2 separate regions of the Danio rerio genome follow, and region 2 is linked to region 1. A link is a contact called in public HiCAR-type data. All regions are on one chromosome and are shown on one strand. The core of a region is the stretch at or near the end of the contact, and the rest is flanking DNA. Distances in the headings are between cores, read along the strand shown.

Region 1 (3,376 bases), core at 204-2,703:
ATAAAAGGGTTGCATTTAAGTGGTTGTTTAACAAGTTTAAAAAGTAGGATTAGATTCAATTGTTAGTAGAATGTTAAGAGTATATTGTTAGGCATTTATTTGGGCACAGTGCAATAAAGCGCCTGAATGAACATTTATATTATACATGGTAACACTTTTCAATAGTTTCAGTAATTAATGTTAGCTATTGTATTTACTAACATGAACAAAGTTTCTCCAGAGTTAAACAGAGTTTATCCAACTTATGTTAACATTAGTTAATAAAAGTTGTTCATTGTTAGTTAACTAATGTCAACAAGCATACCCTTTAATAATTTTAATAATGCATAGTAAATGTTAAACTGATTAGTGATAGCTGTGAAATATTTTTCCATAGTTCATGTTATTACATTAACTAATATTAACTTATCGTAAAGTCTGCCCTTAATTAGTTCCATGTTAGCAAAAACAGTATGTGCTTGAGTTATTCTTTATATGAAAGTACACAAATTGTTAACAAACATTTAGAATCTAAAAAAATCTCAAAAACACACGTCGAATATGTACCATAAACATCAATTTCTGTTTTGCCGCTAAGCATAATTAGAACATATTGAAATTATGCTGTGTTAACACATTTGTTTTGGGACGTACTTAATACGTTTGTCATATTTAGATTTTATTGTAGTATGTCCTAACAACATGATCGGATTACGCTTAGAGGCAAAACAGAAATTGATGTTTATGCTACATATTTCATGTGTGTATTACATGTAGGATATCTAACAAGACTTTGGGATTCTAAATGTTTGTTAGCAATTAACAATTAGGTTGTTAACAGACCTTTTTGTCTAGTTTGACGTTATATTGTTGGTTTACTCACTGCTTCGCTGAGTAGTTTTAATTATGTATATATTTTTAAACACAAAGGATTTCTGTGTGCTTAAAACATTTTGGTAATAATTTGGAATAATGTTTCTTTTGTTAATGTTAGTTCAAAGAGCAATACAATTGTTTTTGTATTTCACAATCTTATAACCTTCTTAAGAAAGTTAACTTTGGTTATGTTAGCTCAAGTCTGTAAACCATGATTGACAAATATAACTTTCCATGTGAAAGTATACACTATAAGAGGTGGTTTAACTGATTTACTTACCAATCTTGTTAGATTACCACATCCTTTTTTCAAAATTGTTTTGTAAATAATTACCAATTCCGAATAAACTGCTAGAGCACATAAACCCGAGATGTGCCAAAACATATCAATTATTAACAGAAGTCAATTGTGCGAGTCACTTAATTATTCAGAGACGCACAATTATCCTAATTCAGTCATTCTGAGTGAATGGCCAAATGCACGAGAGGAGGTCATCTTATCTGCTCGAGCAGCAGTTCTTCACCAGCACTGTAAACACGCTCTTATCGCGCCCATATTCTACATCCAGCTGGTCGCAAAGTCCATTAGCGAGTTCACATAACTGTTATTTATTTGTAGGGGAGCAAGTAACACTGGAAGGCTCGTCTGTTTATAAAAAGCTGTGTTACAGCGTGCTAAAAAGCTGAGCTGAATGAGGAACCGCCCTAAAGCCGGTCTTGTAACGTGATCTAACACGCGGCTGTGAATCCAGCGCTGCTCATTCGCACTGCAGATCGTCTCGCAGGCTTTTTCGGCTCGACTAGTAACTGCGACCCTTAAAACTCCCGTTAGGCCCCAAGGACAAATAGCCATAAATACATCATCTGCTGCCAATATTTAATATCGCAGCAACCCAGTTGCCATTTCGGAGTTTTAACATGGAGAAGACGCTCTGGACATGGACGCTTCTAGCGGTCTTTTCTCTGCTGGTAGTGAAAGGTAAGCGCTGCGCCCCTCTTTGTTGAACCCGGTGCCATGCCTACTTCATCATTTTTATCGACACCATGGGCAAGCATTGATTTAAGGCATTTAAATGGCATTTTTCTTCTTTAATGTGAAGCGCTGGGTGCGTGAATGCCATAAATCACCGTCTCCGAGTTGCGTTTTAACATCTGTCTGGCTCTCGATCATCTGTCTGGGTCTAGCCATTGCTCCGGCGATGTGCTTAACATGCTGAGGCTCAACAAATGACAATCTCATTTTTACCAAAAATAAAACTCCTTCGTTTTTAATACGTTGTGGTTTATTGCACCTCAAGTCGATTTGAATATGTGCGTTATTCGCATATTAATAAGGAAGGGAAGGATTTTTTTGTTCTTGACTGTTGAATATTAAAAAGTGCATCGCTAATTTTAATCCCCAGTATGTCATATTTGATTCCTCTTGCGCAGAGATGTACGTTATTTAAGATTAATTAGATATTGCTGATTTTATAATCCTGCTAAACAACAATCTTTTATTGTTTGCCGTATTCAACAAATAATTAACATCGTTGTGAATTTTAGCTTATGAATTTAGCTTATAGTCATACTTTGCAATAGCTTTACAGTGTATGTTTCGAACCCCTCGTTTACTATGAAGATAAATCTTCATTGACAATTTTGTGGAGACGTTCATCCAAGTAAAAATAAATGAATTAATAACCAGTAGTGCGTAAAATATATGTTCAGAGAACAATGTCGACTCAACTCCACAGTCCAGTCTCTTCATCTTTTCACGGTACAGGTAGGTTGGGAGGCTTGGAGGAAGAGCGCATGCGCATACGAAGCCACAATGCGTCCAGGTACAGCATAGGAGTTAGGAATTTTTTGGAGACTGCGGAAGATAGGAAGATACCATCATTTATGATGGGGTACAGCCACCCTCTGCTGATGTGTGAGACACACGAGTTCAATGTCAAAGATTTCAATCTAGTATGAGCAAAATTAAATAATAGGTGTATGGGGAGGAAAAAAAATCCCCTTAAAAAAAAAAAAAAACTACAATGAAGCAGAGATGATGTACAACCCATGCTGTATTTTGTAAATCCCCTCCACCTATGCCAGTACTGTAATGAATCAGGGATGCCAGCGTCTGCAGTTCTGGCAGAGGTAAACGGACCCTCCCTCTTTTCCTCTCAGCCACACCTCTCTGATGTATATGTAATGAGAGATACATGTTTACACCTCCTTACCTGAAAACTCATGGTTTATTTACTGCTGTTTTAGGTTCATGTTTTGATAGATTTTCATTTCAAAGTTGTCAGTTATCTAGAATACTCTGCCATCTAAAAAATGAATAAAACACATTTAACTAAAATATTGCAGCAAGCCTGCGACTGTTGTCAAGTGGAAAACATTTGATAGATTAACTGCTCTCACATGATGCATTGATCATAAAACAGTGCCAGTGCTGAGCTGGCTTTGGCACCATTTGCACCAGGGGCAACTGTTGCTTTTAGCTAAACCCTCCCTGCATGCACCAAGACAACCTATAAAGCCA
Region 2 (3,123 bases), core at 138-2,637, 110 kb before region 1:
CAGAACGTAACAGTAGTTTTAAATAACAACTTTTAAAGACGTATTGTTTGCAGTTTAATTGTACGAGTTTCAAGTTTGTTGCTATATCAGCTTCAATGACAATTTCATGAGAAAAACATAAATAACATGACCATTATATAATACGTTTTTTAAACAATAAAAAGACACCAATAATAAAAAAATACATAAGATAAAAAAAAGTTTCTAAAGATTTACTTTTGATGTAGATTCTACCATTTCTCATTCACGTTTTTTAAAAAAAAGTCTCTCCAGATTAATTTTGTTGTATGACAACATTAAAAATATAGCATTGGATGAGTATTAAAGTGTACCCACATAAGAAATCACTGTAGGTGGGTTAAAGTTAGGTTCATGATTAACTTTAATCATAGTAATACATAGTATTTTATAATGATTATAAGTATATAGCCACAAAGATAAAAAATAAAGAGTTACTGGATTATTTTGGGTCATAATTACAGGCCAGAAAAATAGATCTTAGTGCCTTATGACATTACATCTTATTTCCAATCATTTAGTAGGTTCACTTATGCGTTCTTATATAGTTCTTATGGTCTTAGAACTAAACCTCTAAAAAACTATTCAAGTCCTCAAATTTATTTTGCATGACATAACACTTCATATCCTAAAAAACTCTGTGAATGTCTAGGTTTTCCCTCATTTGAATTCAAGATTAAAAAACTTCACTTAGCTTTTTTAAGTCAACAGCAGACTAAATGTCTCAGTAGGGTTTGATCAAGAAGAATGTTTTTAACGGTTTGTGCAAATGCAAGAGAAATGACCTGGGAGTGCACAATTCTGAGTGCAAAAGTAAACTCTTGACAGCTCACCTGGTTTTACTGGACCCAAGTCGAGCATTACTGAGGCCCACCAGACCACCCACAGCTCCAGAGCTCTAAAATTCAGTCAATACAAACAAATGAAGGTCTGTTTTCCAAGGTAAACTGAAAGATGCACAATAGGATACGACTAGACATGAAACATACACTAAACTAACAATAAAGACTTGACGAAAGCTTATTTACTCAACAAATGGCCACATTAGTTAATAAAAATATATATATCTATACAACGCTTTATATTTACTCTGGCTTTGTTTACAAAGCAAGCGTGCGACGCGACGCCACCAAATGTCGCTTTCATTTAAATGAAAGGAGCGCACAGTTCCTCGCGTCGCGAACTGCCAGTGCAGACAAAAACAGCCTCCGTCCTACCTGAGTCCCAACCGCTGCATGCTCACGGTAGTTTGCTAGAAGAGCGGGTAGAAATTCAGGTCTCTCCTCCTTTAAAACGGACACCAGCCCTTCCGTTAAACGAGTAATGTTGGGGCCATGCAGCCAGCTCGTTGAAGCCATCTTAGCGCCCCAGTGTGACGCGCAAATCCCGCGACCAGTGTACAGTTAGGTTGACGTCAACATGTCGCGTCAGCGTCAAAGGTGTTTTGTTTGTTTGTATGGTTTGTATGTAGATGATCACGCCTTTGCTAATTATTAAGCTTTTGTACACAAATCAACCGCTGGTTACTTAACGTTAAATAAAGTATAAAAACATGTTTATTGTAGTTATTTAAAAAAGTAACCACACATCTATGCACATAATAAATAAATAAAAAGCCAAGTAAACTTACTATCACATAGTTAACAGTATAATTACTTTTTACTTAGTGGGGAAACTACACTTCTATAAAACTAAAACTAAAATTTTTCCTTAAAATCTAATTTTGAACGAGATTTCAAGATTTTTTGTAGCCATACAGTAGTAGTTATAGAATAATTTAAGTATGTTTTAATACCTCTTTTTTATCAATTTGTTGATTAAATGGAAGTTTTCAAAGCACCAAGCTCAAGTTAGGACACACACTAGATTTGTTTTTCAAAGAACATAAAAACCTTGTAATCATAAGGTTGACTGGAATTGACTTGTAATTAAATCATCAGGCATTGAAACTGATAGGCCAGATTGGAAATTATTTAATAAACATCCTATTTCAGGTCACCAAATAACTGATTTTCTAAGCTACTTGTGGTTATTACTTACCAATACCACAAATATACATAAAAACACACAAATCAAATGCTTCCAAACCTTTAACTGGCAACTAGGCCCTATTCAATATTAATTTTACCATTAAGAAATCACTTTAAAATAATTCTTAGGAATCCTACATGAGCATGTTATTTTCTATAGACAAAGGTATAAATTAGGATAATGCGAGGACACATCATTACAGCAGTTCAACATCCATCCATCTGTAGTTGCTTTGTGACTGCATGCAGTTTTTAAAATATGTCACTTTTATAATTAGATCTTGAATAATCTTTGTAAGCTGGTTTAGAACAGGCATTGCTCACCAGTTGCCCATATTGCAGATGGATTTTAATGAAGATATTACACACCAGGTTCATCATATAGTGAAACTCCATAATGTGCTTGAACACCGTGATGTATTTTATAATCAAGTTGTTGTTTGTGAAATAAAAAATAATATTGAATAAATTTAGCACTTTAATTACAAATGAATAAGTATAAATAGACACTTGTACAACAGCCTGCATGAAATTGTAAATATCTTACAGCACATTCTGCAAATGATTTCCCCTGACCATGCAGAATTGAAGGAATCAATCAGCTTTTAGCCTAGAGAGGAAACCACTCCTCAAATCAGCTCAATTTCCTCCTCGATTCTGATTTCATTAGACAGTCACACTTAATATGCTCAGTATTAGTAGTCTTGCTAAATGGTCAAAGGAGAGATGCCCAATTTTGCAATATGCATCAAGTTAGATATTAAAACTATTTTATATACACAAAAATTATGTTTGTAAAAATTATGTCAAAATATGGCTAAATTAATGCTTCCGTCATCTTTTTCTTTTGAACATGTACTCTTTAAAATATAAAAGAATAAGTGATCATACCGAATTTTAAATGACTAAATATATTTGAAAGATAGTGGCAAAGTATGAATAAAAAACAAACAATTAAACCATTTTGAGGATCCAGTTTAATATTACAAAACGTTTCAAACCATTTTTGCTTGAAATAAGCTTGACAAGATTCTTTTTTAGAAGAAAAGCCGTTGTTAAATTTAATGAAAATTTT

Evidence for each region. HiCAR-type assays count read pairs that join an accessible place to other places.
Region 2: a contact with region 1 is called in a HiCAR-type map of caudal fin, with 4 times the contacts expected there. The contact joins the promoter of pelp1 here to the promoter of cd99l2 in region 1.

The regions. Positions count from the first base shown.
Region 1 is chr7:25,920,748-25,924,123 of GRCz12tu, reverse strand. cd99l2 (CD99 molecule-like 2) reads left to right here and starts at 1,453. Exons shown (of 10, transcript NM_194369.2): 1 at 1,453-1,834. The coding sequence starts at 1,774.
Region 2 is chr7:26,028,787-26,031,909 of GRCz12tu, reverse strand. pelp1 (proline, glutamate and leucine rich protein 1) reads right to left here and starts at 1,387. Exons shown (of 17, transcript XM_001338982.9): 1 at 1,236-1,387; 2 at 852-916. The coding sequence starts at 1,376.